2 separate regions of the Zea mays genome follow, and region 2 is linked to region 1. A link is a contact called in public HiChIP or PLAC-seq data. All regions are on one chromosome and are shown on one strand. Each heading gives the region's core, a stretch centred on a gene start, on an enhancer-like site or on the middle of the called end of the contact. The rest is flanking DNA. Distances are from core to core; before and after follow the strand shown.

Evidence for each region. HiChIP or PLAC-seq counts read pairs in DNA pulled down with a chosen protein or histone mark.
Region 2: a contact with region 1 is called in an H3K4me3 HiChIP or PLAC-seq map of leaf, with 3 times the contacts expected there. The contact joins the promoter of LOC100276243 here to the promoter of LOC103646931 in region 1. A contact is called at or near these places in 1 of 25 Hi-C or Micro-C datasets (ear) and 1 of 3 datasets of contacts at active chromatin or transcription factors (leaf).

Annotation. Positions count from the first base shown.
Region 1 is chr2:125,574,159-125,576,858 of Zm-B73-REFERENCE-NAM-5.0, forward strand. It overlaps LOC103646931, which reads left to right and starts at 1,374. Exons shown (of 1, transcript XM_008671539.3): 1 at 1,374-2,700. The coding sequence starts at 1,629.
Region 2 is chr2:125,909,149-125,911,848 of Zm-B73-REFERENCE-NAM-5.0, forward strand. It overlaps LOC100276243, which reads right to left and starts at 1,304. Exons shown (of 2, transcript NM_001150078.2): 1 at 1,119-1,304; 2 at 375-1,007. The coding sequence starts at 1,293. The coding sequence ends at 724.

The sequences.
Region 1 (2,700 bases), core at 124-2,623:
CAGCCTAGGGTGACGGGCCTTGCCTCAGTCAGCGTGGATTCATAATGCTGGACTTGGATCTTTGTCTCGCAGACTTGCTTGGTGGGGACCTTGGTCGGTCGCCCCACCTCATGGACCTCGTCGGTGACCTCGCTCAGTGGGGACCTTGGTTGGTCACCCCGCCTCACAGACCTGCTCGGTAGGGACTTGGTCGGTCGCCCTGCCTCGCAGACCTGCTCGGCGAGGACTTGGTCGGTCGTCGCGCCTCACAGACTTGCTTGGAGGAGAATTGGTCGGTCGTCCCGTCTCGCAGACTTGCTCGGCGTGAACTTGGTCGGCCAGGAGATTATATGCCTTATTTCGGGTACCCCTTTTCTGGGTACCCGATAGTAATCATTTGCTACTGGTTATGAATATAATTTAAAAATGCAGCATGGACTTGGACGAAGCCAAAAAGGTAATGGGTGATTAAGAAGATCAACATCTCAAAGCAAGGCATTATATGACTCATTGAAGACTTATCAAAATCATGCAAGAGTTCAAGGCACAAGAGAAAGAAGCCCAAGTGAAGAAAAATGAAGATGCGAAGAATACATACTGTAGAGAGCATCAGATGTGTCTAGTGGTGGACCGAATGTTGCATCAGATAGGAGCAATGCATATACTGAAGAATGGGTTGAAGAACTTAGTACACTAGACACATAGGTGTGTATCGTACATGTGCACCAGACGCCACATAAGACATGGCACCTAATAAACTCTACAACGTGTATGCGGGAGATTACAACATATTGAACGTGTCGGATGGCACACCAGATCCCACACTGGATATGGTACTCTGAGAGATTACCAATGCAACCAAACTGGTAACACTGATTGGACATGTCCGATGTCACACTTAAGCTTCAACGGTCGACAGCCGTAGCTTGAACGGTCGACAACAGCTAGTTCACAATGATTAAGTGATGTTGGAGTTATCAGATGTGTATCTATACCACTATATAATCCACCACTTTAAACTTTACAAAACTCACCCAACCAAATCACTCACACCCATAACCTCCACTAAAATCTACCAAACAAATTGCACCCAGGCTTAACACATTATTAAAATCAATGGTTCAAATCGCTGGATAACATCCTTTCTCTTACTTACTCAAATCAATGAAAAATATATTTGAATCATACTTCATCATTCATTTGTCTCCCTCTCCCTCCTGCTCCATCTCCCGGTCCCCACCACCCCTCCTACCCACTCGTGTCGTCGCCGTCGTCACAACCGTTAACCTCTCCTCTTAGGCTACCGTCGCTGTTGACCCTCCATCTTTAGAATCGTAGCGTTAGAACGAGGTACATGCTAGGTATCATATATGTTAGAGTCCCATCACCCATGGGCGTGTTCTTTGCTTTATTTACCGTCTCTCGTCTCTCTCCTGTAACCAAAGCGCCTTCTTCCCGGACTCTCCCCAGCATCTCGCTCCATGACAAATCCCACCGCGGGTAGATCACAGCACGCCATGCCGCTTCACGCGCGCGTGCGCGCAGCTAGTTAGCTAGCGAACAAACCCAGCAGAAACAGACGCCGCCGCCGACAACAAGCGATCTAGAAGAGCACAGGAAGGAGCAAGGTGTTGCTGAGGAAGGCGACAATGGCCGCGGAGCAGGTTCAGCTGTGCATCTCCGCCGACAGCGGCGGCGGCGAAAGCAAGCGTGACGCCATGCCGGTGGCGGTGGCCGTGTCCCTGTGCCTCCTCCACGACGCGTTAGGCGTCGCGCTGTTCCTCGCCTCCCACCCGCTCCACACCGTCTACCTCCTCTTCTTCGCGCGCGGCCTCCTCACCCTGGCGGCCTTCTTCTGTCCGCTCCTCGTCTCCACGTCGCTCCTCCTCGCTGTGTTCGTCACCGTCGGGCCGTACGTCGGCGGCGCCGACTGGTCCGGGGTCAAGTCCCTCGGTAGGACCTGCGGCATTGCCGTCGCAGCACTCTGCGCCGAGCTCCGGCCCGACGGTGCTCCAGCGGGGCTTGTCGCGCAGCTGTGCTCCTTCGTCCTTGGTCCCACCGACGCTGCCTCCCTTCTCCGCGTCGAGGAGATCATGGGTGTTACAGCTTCTTGCTTTGTGTCTGAGGAGGAGCAGAGCTTGTTGTTAATTGGTGAGCCTGCATTTGCGCTCCCAGTAATAGATTACATTTCTGACAGAAGCATCTTGGATTTTGAGAGTTTTGGTGATTTGAAGGACAAAATTGACGAAAAAGTTGTGATTTCCGAGGATATGAAAGGCTCTGATCCTTTGGCTGAGCAGTGTTGCTCCCCCAGAGATACATTATTTGTGCAAAAAATGGAAGCAGAAGGAGAGAGCGGCATTCAGGGGCAGGACTTAATTTTGTCAGCCATTGATGAGGTCAGCGATGGTGTTGAGGAGAAGAGATTGGAGTGTGACCCAGTGTCAGTAGAGATGAAGAAATTTGAGCCAGTGCAATTATTGGAGACCAGGAATTGTCAGGCAATGCAAACAATGGAGATCAAGAAATTGGAGCCATCGGAACTAATGGAAGAAGCCAAGAAACCGGAGATCAAGAAATTTGAGCCACTGCATGCAATTGAGATCAAGAAATCCGTGCAGATCAAGAAATTTGAGCCTGTGGTACTGCCGGAAATCAAGGAATGTGAGACAGTGCAGGCAGTACAGACCAAGCAATTGCCGTCCACGCTGGAGATCAAAA
Region 2 (2,700 bases), core at 54-2,553, 330 kb after region 1:
TAAATCAGGATGTCAAATTCAGGAAATCCACATTAATTGTGACAAGTGCAAACAAAAAAAAAACAATCAAAACCATGGCCAGAGACTACAAGAAACTAGAACAGCCCACCAGTTTCATGAGATATACTCGTGTTCTCGTCTGAGTCACCGTCTGAGTCAGCAGTAATAGGAGCACAGCCTAAACAATCAAAACCATGGCCAGACAAAGCGCGTAGGATTTAAAATGGTAATCCATGGTACACATACCACATCGCCATCTCGATGACCGCAAAAATGAATTTATGAATTCTAATTCAGAAATGTCTAAAAAGAATTGTGGTTGATCCATTTCAGATGACTGGAAATTGGCACACCGCTGACAAAATCCAAGAACAAAGGTCATGCCTACTGCCATGAGGAAAAAAATAATACAAGTACCACACTGCAATGATAGATACTATCCACAGTTGAACAACACCAAGCAAGAGCAAAAAAGCTGAATTAATCCAACCATCACCATACTGCTACTTACTATGAGTCATGGCTACAACTACAATGCAGGACAAGAGTATATACTACTAACAATACTAGTATTATGCAATGATGGAATCTTCCACTTGGTCCCTAAATTAACGAATCTCTCACCACGAATCCCTTGCATCGGCAACCAACTTAAAAAGCGAAACAATCAAAACCATGGATCCAGCAGCAGTTCGCCACACCTTGGCATCCTTGGCGGCAAGGCTAGGCTAGAGGTGGCAATTGAGGCAGTTGCAGGTGCGCGGGGTGAAGGAGCAGACGCCGAATGGACGGTTGGGGATGTTGCAGTTGATGGCGTAGCAGCACGGCGCCGGGATGCACATCCCGTGCGGGCCCCCGCAGCAGGTGCACACCGCGCACACCTGGAACCGCCCCACCAGCCGCCGCCCGTGCCAGTGCTCGATGCCGCCGTCCAAGAACGTCTTCCTCAGCCGCGGCGTCCATGCCGCCGTCTCCGACACATTGCCGCCGCCGCCGTCGGTACCAGCCTACAGTAGTTCATCACACAATGGAAGGGATAAACGTCGGTACACGACGCGTTACCAACCAACCCCACACAGGTGCGAGGGAGGGATAGATAAAGAGGGAGGGAGCCGTACCTGTTGTGAGGCTGAAGGAGCTGATACGGCGAGGACAGAGGAGAAGTGGAGGAGGAAGAGGAGCAGGAGAGGGATGGGTGGCCGTGGAGATGAGGAACAGGAAACCATCTTGAGGCAGTGTGCAGTCTGCAAGGTAGAGGAAAGTAGGGGGGCTGTGGTGTGGTGTGCCGTGCATTTACATGTTTGGTCACCAGCCTTACTCGCCGCGCGAGGCCGCTACTTTTTTTAATGCGAAATATTGCTTTGTATCTATATCTATATCTATACTACTTCTTAAGATAGTAGTGTAGGCGTTCACATCCGTGTAATGTACGGTTCTACCCCTCTCCTCCGCGATCCTCCCAGCGCGTAGATCCCGGCTCCGTGACGGACGCCTCCGCCCCACCCTCCTTCCCACGCCATCCGCGTCGCCATCAAGGGATCTCCTACCACCAGTGCGCAGATCCCGTCTCCGCGACGGATGCCTCCGCCCCACCCTCCTCCCCACGCCATAATAAGTCTCCGTGACGGCCACAGCACCGTAGTCGGAGAGGCTGTCCGCGCCCGACCCGCGCGCCCAGCGGAGCGCCAGCTTCGTGACGGTCTTGAACCGCGCGAACAGCGCGGGGGCAGCGTTGCCCAGCGCGGCGCGGGCGTCGAGGGAGAGGCGGTGGCGCGTGGTGGCGTCGACTCCATCCAGCGCGAGCAGGCGTTGCGATCGGTGGGCGAGAGCGACGCGAAGACGAGCGCGAGGATCTCGTCAGGCAGGTCCTGGATGTAGTCCCAGGCGAGCGGCGCAAACGAGGAGGAACTGCCACTGCCGCTGTCCTCCGGAGCGATCTGCATCGGCGCGGTCAGCCGTAGCGGTGGACCCATCGACGAGAGCCACCTGCTGCGGGGCGACTGGGAGGAGAGGCTGGATTTGGAATGCGAGGAGAGAGAGTGGCCCATGCTACGGAACCCCAGGGCAGGCGGAGGAAGAAGTGGCCATCCGGGACGCGCGCGGGGTAGATGCGGGCGAATTTGCCGATCTGGGCGGCACCGGTGGCGTGGGAAGGGAAGGTGAAAGGGAAATATGCCCTTGGGCAATTTCTAATTATGTTTTGGTGATTAAGTGCCTAACACATTTAATTAAGTTCTTATGGTGCTAAATGAAGAGAAAAGTGCAAATCAAGACATGAGGTATGTTTATAGACTTAGTACATTGTTTTGAGTACTAACATATTTTGTCTAAGTGCTAGAAACAGGAAAAGAAAGAATTGCAAATGACTTAGTTGTGTGTAGCCAAAGTCCAGCTCGGCCTGGCACACCGGACTGTCCAGTGCGCCATGCTGAACTCCGGTGAAAAGGCCGCTCTCGGGAAAAACCGGCGACGTATGGCTATAATTCACCGGACTGTCTGGTGGTGCACCGGACTGTCCGGTGAGCCAACGGTCGCCAGCGCAACGGTCGGCCGCGCAATCCGCGGGCGACGCATGGCCCACACCAACGGTCGGCGGGAGGCACCGAACTATCCGGTGTGCACCGGACAGTGTCCGGTGCGCCAACCAACCCGAAGGTGCAACAGTCGTCTGCGCCAGAAAAGGAAGGATATCGGCACCGG